2 separate regions of the Danio rerio genome follow, and region 1 is linked to region 2. Evidence: chromatin contacts called from public HiCAR-type data. All regions are on one chromosome and are shown on one strand. The core of a region is the stretch at or near the end of the contact, and the rest is flanking DNA. Distances in the headings are between cores, read along the strand shown. Region 1 holds the start of bada (BCL2 associated agonist of cell death a). Region 2 holds the start of ppp1r14ba (protein phosphatase 1, regulatory (inhibitor) subunit 14Ba).

What was found. HiCAR-type assays count read pairs that join an accessible place to other places.
Region 1: a HiCAR-type map of caudal fin shows a contact between it and region 2, with 12 times the contacts expected there. The contact joins the promoter of bada here to the promoter of ppp1r14ba in region 2. A contact is called at or near these places in 8 of 18 Hi-C or Micro-C datasets (caudal fin, embryo, hematopoietic stem cells and 2 more) and 2 of 4 datasets of contacts at active chromatin or transcription factors (caudal fin and embryo).

The regions. Positions count from the first base shown.
Region 1 is chr21:30,234,937-30,241,767 of GRCz12tu, reverse strand. bada (BCL2 associated agonist of cell death a) reads right to left here and starts at 2,506. Exons shown (of 4, transcript XM_005161365.6): 1 at 2,102-2,506; 2 at 1,824-1,960; 3 at 1,509-1,723; 4 at 297-1,425. The coding sequence starts at 1,956. The coding sequence ends at 1,339. It also overlaps a transcript of slc8a4a not described here.
Region 2 is chr21:30,078,188-30,085,210 of GRCz12tu, reverse strand. It overlaps ppp1r14ba (protein phosphatase 1, regulatory (inhibitor) subunit 14Ba), which reads left to right and starts at 5,111. Exons shown (of 5, transcript NM_001045853.1): 1 at 5,111-5,249; 2 at 5,385-5,581. The coding sequence starts at 5,390.

The DNA.
Region 1 (6,831 bases), core at 1,257-3,756, 160 kb before region 2:
CTTTGCAACGCAGCGAACTGTGAAACTTGTCGTACAAGCTTGCATTTCCAGTCTGATGGATTTGGTGCGTATAAATGGAAGTCTATGCTTTTGATCAGGGTTGGAGCTAAACTGCAGTAGATCTCCAGGAACAGGATCGGGCACCCGTTGTCTAGCCTAAATGTCTGGAACTACATACTATTGACATTACAGTTTATAATTTCATTGAATGATTAATGGAATTTTTAATTCATTCTTATGGCTTGATTGATTGAGGTTGTAACCCGTTCAAATATTGACCCAATAATAACACCGCCTTCAGCCATAAAATTTTTATTTTGACAACAAAATTATAGAAAAAAGATAAAAACTTGATTGTTTTAAAAAGTATTTAAACAATTCATCCATTACTCAATCTATGTCAACAAGTATAAATATGTACAAAGAGTGTAAAAAAGCAACGGAGCACATAAAGCATCTGCAAGGCTGCATGTACAGAAACGGCACTTGTGTTGTCCATCTGCACATATTTGTATTCCCACAAGTTTGGCAGAATTTAATGTTGTTTTACATACAAGACCAGCAGATGGGCTATAAAAGAGAAAGAAAATCCAATAGCGACAACAGACAACTTTACAATTTAAAAAAATATGTACAAGAAAGGCAGTGATGAATTACAAAAGCTATGAAAGTATCAATTAAAACGTTCAGTTTTCTGGATGGCATATCCAGCGTAAAAGACAGCAGAACAACTGATTTCATTCACTCTTACTAGTAATTCACCACAACAGTTTGGCATAAACAAACAAACCTGAGATGTAGAATGAACTGAAATTACCCGTATTATTGTTACCGTCACTAACCTGTACTTCATTACCAACTTACTTACTTTACCCAAATTCACAGTCCTTGAAATATATTTACAATTTGCAAACAACCGCTCCAGCCTTTTAGCACAACAAAAACGCACATCTATATATCCATCTATAAAATACATCATATAACACATTTCTTTGCCAAATATTAACTTAATAAATATCAATAAATAATTTTTAATAGAGAATTCATTTTTTAAAATCTGTATTTTAAAAGATTGTCCAATGAATTGTAACTTTTTAGGAGAGATTGTCCATTTTAAGATTGTTAAATTGAAATAACACTGAATTCTTTTAATTAAACGTACGTTATTGCAGTGGTAAATTACGATACGACACTTTTACCACTCTCTCAGATTGTTTTTTTTTGCAATAGCTTGAGCACATTGATTACAAAAAGGCCATGATGGTGATCAGACCAGCCTTCATCTGAGAGCAGCTTCTCTCTACTAACTGTTATCCTGGTGCTTAAAGCAGGACTTCTTCATTCTCTGCCCTCTTCTTCTTTGGGACTCCAGAGGAACGAAAACCATCCTCGGTAGGTCTGTTTCTGGCTGTTCGCTCTCTTGACCTCCTAGAAAAAATAAAGCAACTTAATATTTGATATTAATACCACTAGTGAGCAATGAAATTCATTCTGCGTGTCTTACTCACCCCTTTATCGAGCCATGTGTCGAATTCATCGCTCATTCTCCTCAACTGACGGCCATACTTTTTTGCTTTCCACAGTGCAGCAGGTGCTGATTGAGAACGACCCCTGAATGGAAGTCCATCTCCGTTCTCCTCCATCGATGCTCCATCCTGGGTCTCTGTGTCCTGCCAGCGGCTGACTGTATACACTTGAGATTCCGAATAGAGCCGCACACGCCCTGCAAAAGCATGTGACAGCAAATATTTCTAGGTCAATCTATGATACATCACCCAACACTGACCTATTTATTAGTAAGTGTAGTGTTTTTAAGTTCTCACCTTGAGGAGAAATGTTGGCCGATGTTCGATCCTGATGTTGTCCATGGTTCTTGATTGTCCCTTTCAGATGTGATCTCTCTTTTTCATCCAAGGTGCTGGAATCATCTTGATGGTCATGTGAGGTGTTCTCCATTGTGCTGGTATTAAGAGAGTAGTTAGAGAATATTGACATTGGGATTCAAATAATCAATAACCAGATACTTTTTGTATCACATGGTCAAAATGTAGTCAATTAAAAACAAATTACACTACTTAACGATGTTTTCCCCAATACATACCTGTGGATCGAGACGAATTCCAGGACAATAGGTGTGTATGTTCGTCTCCTAGACTCTTATTTGTAGTGGCAACTAGATGTTATTCCGTCTTAACTTCTGTACGATTACGAGTTGCTTCTCCAGTTCTCAACGTATATTGATTGCCTCATGGCATGTGACACACCCAAACATCAACAATAGCTGTAATTGCCACTTCATATAACTTTCATATATCTAAGGTTGAGTCACGCGAGTCATCAGAAAACGGCCAGAAATAATGGAAAAATGATCCCGTTTTTCGTGACATTTAGTCGGAGTGATTGTCGTCTCGCCGCAAGCAGTAGCGTGCCAAATTTCCAGTCCGGTTGTTGTTATCACTACGGTGCGTATGATCTCATTTCGGCTCGGATATTGTTGTTGTCCGTCGCCGTTTACAGTAGTGGCCGGCTCTTAGCCAATCAGACGGCGTTCGGCTTCTTCCATCAGCCAATCGGAGCCCGCTGCTAGGGTGTTTTGGGCGCTTGGTGATGTAACGTCACTGTTGCGATAGGGCTTCGCGAGCCTTGGCTGTCCCGTGACTTGTTTACCTCATCCGGGCTCCAGTCTCGCGGAAGCATGTGAAGATACACGGCGCGCGCTTTCGGGACACCACAAATGTGCAAAATAAACACTTCATTGGATTTCAAAATAGCGTCATTTATTTAAGTGTTGCACTCAGCGTGATAAATCAATCTTATCTTGTACTTTTTCTCCTCATCTGGTCAGCTGTGATTTAGTGTTTTTGAAATATCTTTTTTTGTCTTAAATTATCAGCTCTCTAACGAACCAATTTGATGCCAACACTGATAGTTGATAGGTTTGCTTAGGTAACCTGGGCACATTAGGCGCAACTTCACCGATTGAACTGTAGATGGCAGGAGAGGTCTGTGTGGATGGGTATATTATGACTCATGCCTGCAGAATATATAGGTTAATAGGACCTGTTAGTGTATAATGTTAGATTCTTTCTTTTTACAGTGTCAAGTGTCTGTACATCTGTACATTTGCTGCTGTACTTTTCTTTTTGTATCTTTTAACAAAGACAACAAAATTAAGAGATAGATTGATGTTTTATGTTATTCCTTATAACAGATGTTCAGATGTTGTTATTACACATGAATGAGCAATTCTTAATCTTAGAGTAGGCCTATGGGTCTTTTAAAACATAAATGCATAGATCTAAATAAGCATTTTGTTGTTTTGTGTGGATAGGGAAAATTGGGAATTCACTTTTCCAAGGTGAATTTACTGTAGAATATTTATAGGAAGAACATAGTTAGAATATGTCTTTATGTTTTGTATAAATTATATTCGGAGTATTTTAATATGTTATATATAGTTTTATAAATTATAAGCGCACACTCACTGGCCACTTTATTAGGTACACATTACTAATACTGGGTTAGACCCCATTTTGTCTGCAGAACTGACTTAATCCTTCGTAGCATAGAAGGTATGAAAAATTCTCCTCAGAGATTTTGGTCCATAATGACATGACAGCATCACGCAGTTGCTGCAGATTTGTTGGCTGCACATTCATTATGTGAATCTCCCTTTCTACCACATCTCAAAGGTGCTCTTTTGGAGATCTGTTGACTGGGGAGACCATTTGAGTGAACTTGTTTTCATGTTCAACAAACCAGTCTGAGATGATTCGTGCTTTATAACATGGTGCGTAATCCTGCTGGAAATAGCCATCAGAAGATGGTTACACTGGTCACAAAGGGATGGACATGGTTCAGGAAGCTCAGGGATGTAGACATGATGCTCATTTGGTACTAATGGACCCAAAGTGTGCCAAGCAAATATGTCTCATCACACCATCAACCTAAACTGTTGATACAATGCAGGATGGATTCATGCATTTTTGTTGTTAAAACCAAAATCTGACCCTACAATCCAAATGTTGCAGCAGAAATTGAGACTCATCAGACCAGGCAATATTTTTTCCAATCCTTTATAGTCTCCTTGGTGAGCCTGTGTGAATTGTAGCCTCAGTTTCCTCTTCTGACAGGAGTGGCACCTGTTGTGGTTTTCTGCTGCTGTAGCCCATCCGCCTTAAGGTTTAATGTTGTCTGTTCAGAGATGCTCTTCTGCATACTGATTGTAACGAGTGGTTATTTGAGTTACTGTTGCCTTCTATCAGCTCGAACCAGTCTGGCTATTCTCTGACCTCTGGCATCATCAAGGCATTTGCGCCCTCAGAACTGCCACTCACTGGATATTTTGTCTTTTTGACCATTCACTCTAAACCCTAGAGATGGTCATGCATTAAAATCCCTGTAGATCCACAGTTTCTGAAATACTCAGACCAGCCCGTCTGGCACCAACAACCATGCTGCGGACAAAGTAACTTAAATTACCTTTCTTCCCCATTCTGATGCTCGGTTTAAACTGCAGAAACTGTTAGAAATCACTGCATCATGATTGCAATGCAGTCAAATCTAGTAAGTCCAATAGCTTAAATTAAGCAGCATATCATGCCATATTACAATTTACATCTCTCATTTGAATCAAGATTATGCTGAATATAATTTATCGACATTTTACTCTCTACTCCATGTTGGTGGCAAATTTTAATACACATTTTGGCTTGAAAATAAAAGTTAGACTGAAAGAAAAAAGTTGAAAAGTGCTATTAATGCTTAAGAATTAGCCAAGAGTTTCACCCAAAATCAATCAAATTTAAGATTGTAATTGATTTTTTTTTTAAAAGAGGAATGGAATTCCTCAACCAATTACTTACAATAAATTTAACTTCAGTTTTTTTTTTTTTTTGTAAACTACCAGTAGAATAATTCAACAAAGCTTTTAAACAATCATTTATCAGCGTATGAAAGATTACATGTTCGTAAATGTTTTCATGGCAACGTTATTAATTAAAGCATAAGTCATCAGAAGAAATTCTGCTAACTAGTTAACAAAATATTCAATAAAACTGCTGTTCACCTTTAGACCACTACTGTTTGCTAAGTGTCATTATTGAATCAGTGTCATGGTCGCCGGTAGAGGGGTCAGAGGAGTGTACACAATTGATTTAGTCTCTCTGACGTACACGTGTTTTCACACTTTAGCCAAGATAATTAGCATGTCTGATATGTCTATGCAACATTAGTGCCAATTTGATACATTGTCGTCCGGTTTTGGCTGTCAGCCTGCCAGCCACACTCCGGCAAACCTGCACGCGCTGTATACAAAAATGTCCCCTCCCCTCTTTCTGCAGTCCACACCGCTGGAAAAACAAACGCCGATTTTAGCACCCTGTCTTGGTTTTCTGCACAATCCCATTCGCCGAAATTAGAACCAGAGTGCTCATTTCCATATTGCCTTTCCCAACATACTCCGCCCGTCTCCTCCATCCTCATGGCGAGGCTGATGCTGATGCGAGTGTATAGTTAGCATCTTCTCATTCACTCCCTCTGGCTCCACACGTCCACGTGCGGCTCTCGTCAATCTTTTTATACGCTTTCTTTATTTCTTTATTCAATCTGTAAGTCTGTAAAACGCAATTTTTAGCATTCATTCTTTTCTTCTCCGAAAATTCCATTAGAAGCAGGCATTTTTCTAGTGTTTGGAATTATATGAATGAGCTAATTCAGGTACCTTCTTGAAGACGGGACGGGCTTTGTTAAATCAGCTTCGCCTCAAGTCTACAACCCTTTTGGATTGTGCGTGTTTTTATCAGTTGTTTGTATTGTTTGAACTGTCAAATCAAGAACGGCGCCGCTGCACAGCTCGCGCGCATCACCGCTGCTCCATGGAGACATAAGCCGCGCGCGCCGCGCTCATTCACTGTGAATTAAACCCAACTACAGCAAGTCAACAGCCGAGTGTCCACCGGAATCCACACACCTTCATTGTAAGTACCCATTTACTCACTACAACACATCGCAATGCAAGGAATAGGTTTGCGGTTTCATATACAGAAAGAAAGCGAATTGATTGCAACAAACGAGTAATAAGACCGCAGCCTCCATGTTTTCACGTTATTTGCTGTCTGTCGATTTTATGAAACGAAACTTCCACGTTCACATATCACGCATTCCTTCAAGAAAAAAATAAATATTCTTAATTTAATACCACATTATTGGTTTCAGGTACAAACTTGCTTGTCAAATTTCTCACAGCCCATACAGGAGCTACCCAACACAATGAACCTCTGTTAACGTACGCCTGTCTGTCAGAGCAGGTAAGATTGATTTCACTCTTGTAGTAATGGGTCGATTAAGTTGGTGTTCTGTACGTATGCAGATCTTAAATGTTTTGTTCTGGACCTGCATAACTAGTAGTACGCGCCACATAGTTTTCATACTGGCTATGAATACTTAGCAGTCACAGTTCTCATGGAAACGCTCTCCTACTCTTCACTACAGAGGCAGCCCACCTGTTTCAGATAAACATAGATTGTGATACGCCAGTATCCTGTGCCATGTAAGCCAGGAAGCCCTCAGCTTCCAGATGCATTGACTTGGGATAAAAAAAACTCCTATCTGTATAGGAATCTTCTTCAAAGAATTGTGGCATGCAAATATATTTGACTTCTTTGCATTGTGAAGGTTTTTCACTCCCACAGCGATGCCTGAATCTTCTGTATTTTAGACATGCTGAAGACTTTTTAGACTCTGAAGCTTTTTAATTATTTCATGTCTAAGTGACACTTAAGAGCGTTGGGCTTATAACTCTGTTAAGTGCATGGTTGCATTTGATTGAAA
Region 2 (7,023 bases), core at 3,862-6,361:
ATTTGAACGCTATCCAATACTTTAAGCCAACGAGCCAATGACAAGTGGTTATGCAACATTTCATGTTGCGGATGGATTGTTTGGAAGGGCTCTTTCATCTCAAACACTAACATTAAGCTCCATTATAATCCCAAGCGGTTTGGAGAAGGCAACATGTTGGTTTTGGTTGGTTTTGTTGTGGCAGTAGAGGAGCGGGTGTGATTGAGGCCCACAGAACCCAGAGCTCATAATCCAGAGCCGCTGTGTGGCACTCAGGGGCCACTGAACCAATTACATGCTGCATTAAAAAAGAAGGATAACTGCCTCTTTGGCAGCAATTTCATACGGGATCTGCCCTGGAAGCAGCAAATCAGAGGAAATGTAAAAACTGATTAACAGAGCCTTGAAGTCTACAGAGGATCCTAGCCACTAATTTGTGCATTTGCTTTTTACAGCTGTTAAATATGTTCTGTAAGCAGAGGCTCGAGTGAAATCCAAGCCGATGATTCTGGTTGTTTTTTTTGTATCCTATTCGTTGCAAATTAGTTTAAGTGCATTTGAAGTTTTCAAATTGATTTTGTTGTTCTTAATCTGCATATGCAAGATGGTTTTCTTGTTACATCTGAGAATGACATCTTGGTCAAATGGCTTTCTCGTTTGTAAAATAAGCATCTACTTTTTCAAACAAAAGACATGCATTACATAATGCTCATTCTCAGCATTGTGAATCGCTCGACACCCTTCACTGAAATAAAGTGATCGCAGACTGCCATCTAGTGTTACCATTCAAGAACTAGAGCTCAGTATTTATTTATTTTTTTTAATAAAGTACTTTTGTTGATGGATTTCATTCATAAATGTGAATCTGAAGATATATATATATATATATATATATATATATATATATATATATATATATATATATATATATATATATATATATATATATATATATATATAAAAACTTTTTCAATAAATGCTCAAATATTGTAGTCAAAATTATAAGCCCCAATGTTTGTGAATATTTAATTCCTTTTAAAGTATTCCCAAGTGCTGTTTAGCGGAAACATAATAACATAATAATTTCAAACAACTAATTAGCTTTGTCTGTCATGATGACAGAACATAATGTATTATTTTGCAAGGTATACGAGTACTGTGCTTAAAGTGCAATTTAAGGGCTTAACTAGATTTATTAGCTTATTTAATTAGACATGCTATTGAACAACAGTGGTTTGTTCTTTTGCGAATGGGGGGGGGGGGGATCTTAAATGGCTAATAATGACCTTAAAACTTATTTCACTTTTTTAAACTTCCAGGCAATCTAAAAGAAATACGACATAGCCTGTTCCAGAATAAAAAAGGAAGTACTGTGAACATCAGTACACACTATTTTGAAAAATAATATTTTTACCCATTTCTCAGGGATAATCCGTAATATATTTTTGGTGCATTTAACAAAACAGATTTAGAAATATATTTGTATTTAAAAAATGATATCTCTTTATTCTCTTTATTTTTCCTTTTTTTTTTTTGTAAAAAAAAAAAAGAAATTTATTCAATATTTTCCGCTAACATATACATGTGTTTTGGACGGTTGTTGTAAGTTATTTTGTTAGATAGGCTCCAGATTTGGCATTAATACTGACTAATCTAATGTATGTGCACAAACATAATTTCGTATAGCATCTTATAGAAAATATTCATTTGAAAGATAGATTTCTGAGAGGTGTGTTCATACGGTGTTTAGAATAAATAAGTACACCCTATTTTGAAAATGATTATTTTTATCCTTTCTCAGTGAACATAGGCAATGCATTTTGGTGCATTTACACAAACCAATTTATTTAACAGATTGATTTATTAAAATAATACTTTAGTTATTAAACATCTTTTAAAATGAAAAGATAACACATTTAAATTCAAGCAAAATATAGCAAAAACATTTTACAATTTACACTCTTTCAACAACACTTTTTTTGCTTCTTTGAATTTTTCCTCTTTTTTTAAATTTGTATTTAATATTTTTTATAACATATAAATTTGTATGTATTTTGGTTAAATAAAAAAAAACAGATATATTTATTATTATTAAAATTTTATTTGTCAACAAACATAATTAGAAATTGAAAGATAATACAATTAATAACATAAATGTGGGTGTACTAGTTTTTGGACCGTTATCGTAAGTTATTTTGTTAGAAGCTCCAGATGGCTTCAGTACTGACTAATGTATATACACAAATATAATATTGTATAGCATCCTATTAAAAATATGAATTTAAAAGAGAGATTTGTGAGGGGTTTACTCATAAATGCTAAGCTCATATGCTGAGCACTGTGTTTACAAAAACAAATTGAGCAGTTTTCAATAAGAATTATTGAACAGAAAATCAATATGTTACAATGAAAGTTGAGCTTTGCATCACATGAATGAATTGCATTCAGCTTTATTACAAAACAGTAATTTTAATATGTGACATCTGACAATATTTAATTATATTTAACTGTAATCAATTCAAGTTTTAGTGAGCATAAGTGACCTTTTCCTTTCACAAAAAATAACAAAAACAGGATTACTCCATCTATTTGAGGAGGTCTCTGTTTATTTCAGCTTTTTGAAGATCATATGACAGTAAGATAATATTAAAATAACTCAAGTTTAGAAAAGGCTTAATAGTATGTAATAATGCATCATCAAATGTATTAGCTTTTTCTTTTAAGTACAACAAAAAACAAAATATTTATTCATTTTATTTCTTTTCTGCTTAATCCCTTTATTAATCTGGGGTCGCCACAGCGGAATGAACCGCCAACTTATCCAGCATACTGTATGTTTTATGCCGAGGTTTCCCTTCCAGCTGCAACACATCACTGGAAAACATCCATAAACTCTCATTCACACACATACACTGCTGTGAGGCGACAGCCCACTACGCAACCGCACTACCCACACAATAATTATATTGTATCAAATGATTAATTTAAATATAATAGTTAAATAACAAAGTGAAGCCACGTAACAGTAAATGAAAAAGGTTAATTGCCCCCAAAATCAGCTTTTACCATCCTGACATGTTCTGCATTTAGAAAGGAAATTGTGCAAATATGTGTTCAATGCTGAAAGTTTAGCAAACCGTGATACTTTTATCTCTTTGCTCAGAAACAGGAAGGCATCAGAGGTTGTGCATGGCACAATTATTCATAACACATTAGTTGGAATGACACAGCCACAATTAAAAATACAGACTCTATTAGAATATTTCGTAATTTACACTTTAAAACATTTACCACTGCCTGAAGATAATTTAAACAACAAATAAACAAAACACAGCTTAAAAAAAATGATTGATGTATGTTTGATTTGAAGTGCTTTACCAAAAATGTGCACATTTCAGCCTTAAGTCCCATTGTTTATTTTAGGACAGACAGTATATTTTAGTCATCTTATTTATCTTCTAGATTTCCACTATAATGTACAGGTATACTGACCTATTGAAATATTAATACTCTTTTTTTTTTTTTATCTCATAATTTAGAAAAAATAAAATTTAAAAAAATTAGGTTGGCTATAACAATTACAGCCTGCTAATTTCGCTGCACGTTTGACCGACTAAACATTCATTCAATTGAATACATTAGTAAGGATTAGCATAAACATTAGCAATTTTACCACGCCCTTAAGTATTTTCACATTTTTAAACTTAATTTTATACATTTAAATGTAGTCACTTCACTAAACACAGTTATGGTGCTTAACGTCAAAAAGGAATTACAGTAGCCATGCATGACCATAACAGTAAAATATAACCCAATCAAATAAACATAATAATAAAATAGTCATAAAAGAACATTCTAAATGGACAATCAAATTGCCCGAGGGCTGTTGAACCATTCAAATTCAGCTGATGCAGAAATGATGGCTATTTACTGAAGTGAATGAACCAATTGTGGTTGAATAAATTACATAACGTTGGATGATTTTACGATTAAATGAGACAGTCGGAGGGTCACTTGGTTTGCACAGGCGCAATGCACAGTGTAAGTGTGAGAGCGAAGGAGATTTGGTTTAGATGGAAGAGTCCACATAAAAAAGAGGGGTCGCAGACAGCATCTATTATACATGCATAACATAACAATAATGATAAGGTAACTGTACTTGACATAATTATATGTGACTTTATATAAACCGATATTAATAATTAATCTATCAACTTTAGAACCACAGACACAGCTACATAAAAAACTGAGGAAACGATTAGAGGTGGTAATATTAGTGATGGAGGTCCGACTCTTTCGCGAATCGGTTCTTTTGAACTGGTCTTTTCAAAATAGTGGTTCAAATGCCTTTTTTGTGATATTGATGCATTCTCCATTAAATAACAATTAGAGAAGATTGCTGAAATAAGTTTTAATTCTAATGTTACTGGTCGCTGCATGGGCATCAACGCATGGCTTACAGTTTTAGTAAAACAGTCAAATGATTCTTCATTACTTCAGATTAATGTGTCTGTCTAGGCCTAGGTGCAAGCATAGACTGCAAAAAAATAAAAGTGGTGCTCACTGCAGAGCGAGCAGTGTCTCCAAAAATAGGGTGCAACATATTGCTATTTCTGCAATAGTGTAAAATACACCTAAAGTAGCATAAATTAGTAGTAGTGGCTGTTTCTGCAACATTAAATAAATAAAACAAACAAACAAATAAATAAATATAAATAAATAAATAAAGGCATTGGAAGATATAAAAGTTGAGGGGAAAAATAATCAGATTTAAGTTTCCTCTTTATATTAAATAAATATATGAGCGCTGAGGTTCTTAGAGATACACTTCTTAGAGATAAAGTCAAAAGTGTGACATTCATTCATTCATTTTCCTCCGGCTTAGTCATTTTATCATGTGAGAATTTTAAACTTGAAAATGTATTTATTTGTGACAATTTGTTTTTAAGTCAGAACTATAATACGAACATAAGATCCAGAAACAAGCTTTTATTCACGATTGCTACTCTGAGTCATTTTAGTGAACTCTTCAACTGATCCACTTAAAAGAACCGACTCGAACGACCGATTCATGTGCGGCATCCCTGGTATTTGAGCGCGGACACTTGGCGGCGCCCACAAGCTGTTCTGTGACAATTGATGGAGCGATTTGGGGAAGATGGACTTTGATAAACCGCGGCCACACAATTAGTCTAATGAATTCTTCAGTTTTCTAAGCTCTTTGTATGCCCGATCTCAGTCTACCGTGGCGGACTCCTTGCAAACTAAAGGTCTGTTCCATTTAAGAAAAGGGGGCCTGGTACTTTTTTTCAGCAACATGCAATGGATGTGCACATGACCAGCTGTCTTTTGAATTGATGCTCTTATTAATCAAGCCATTAAATCCACCTCAGCTTTTTTATTAGGGACAATGGCAGCGGTAACGAGTCCGGAAACAACACCTCAACCCCGGGTCTATTTTCAAACACCTCCCGGTACCGAAGAAGAAGTGCCACAGAAGCAAGGACGAGTGACCGTTAAATATGACAGAAAAGAGCTGAGGAGGAGGCTGAATTTGGAAGAGTGGATAGTTAGCCAGTTAATGAATCTGTACGACTGCGAGGTAGGACACAAAACACTGTCACTGCTTTCAAAACCTGCAATCCTTTGTTGCCAGGAATGACAGCTCTTTCTTTCCAGCAGCACTCGTGCACCGGTATTCTTCACGCTCCATTTGTCATGTCCATTTAGCGCGATAGTTGACTAATAAATAGCTTGCTTATTAACTTCAGCATGTCATCTTTTATTTATTTTATTTTATTTGTGTTGACTTTTAATCGATGCTGATTTTATGGTTTTGCGTTTGCACATGGAAGGGCGTGGCATTACAGAACTAACAGACAAAGCCATAAAACAAAGGTGAGTCTTATGGACAGGTGCTGCGAGTACAGAAAATAGACATATATTCATAATGCAGTCTTTAATCATAACGAATCCATTCATTTTTCATCGAAACTTGGGCTTGCCTCGTTTATTAATGTGACAGCTCTATAACAGGATGGAGCTCTAGTTGCAGGAACAAAGACATAGATTTCAATTCTAATATTTTTATATCTACACGTGCACAAATCCCAAGATTTCTCTGAATGGGGTTATCATGTCTATTTAATATGCATACATATACAGTAGGTCAGGATGCATTTTATTATTTCTTAGTTTCAGACCCCTGGGATGTTTGGAATCACCCTTTTAGCCATTGTGATGATGTCATCTGTTCAGACATGCAAAGCATGCTTCACTCTGAGCTTGACTTAACCTCCAGGGCTAATATAACTGACCTAGATTATATGTGGTGTAAAACTAGGCAGCTCTTGAAAATGAGATTTTTTTTTCTCCTGTGAATGCTCTCTTCAGCCCAGCGGTAGGCCTCATCCTGAGCTAAAATCTCGCTTTGTCTGATTGACATACTGAATCCGTTGGATTTGTTTAAGAGCCTGCTGACTTGTGATAAGTTTTCCACTGACAAATGGTTTCTGATGTCAGATTATAGCCCAACACAGTATGGTGACATTTCAATAATGAGGAGGAAGAAGAAAATAAAAGTATGCATTGTCGAACCTGTGAAATGTCATCTGAATCCCACAGGTTATGCGTACATTAATGTGGCCTGACAGCAGAATTTTCCATTATATTGCATGTTTGGTCCAATTATGCTGATGCTTTGAGAGCAGATCTGAAATCACAATAGCCCTCAGCCAAAAAAAAAACCCGAAGATAAATGTTTGTACCTAAGAGAACAGCGATGCTTTGTGACAAATTACATAACTTAATTTAAATCTTTTTTTGTTGTAGCTTCTTTTCAGAGTAGTGGACAAAGATTGGTTGAAATGTATTTTTGATTAGATATGTAGCTTTTCAATGTTTCCAACGCAGCACTGAAAATATTATATGTGTGTTCAAGTATATTTATATAGATAGATTTGCACATTTGCTCATTGAGCATAGAGCAGGGAAAGAAAAACTACATGGTAGGCATGGGCCGGTATAAGTTTCTGATGGTATGAA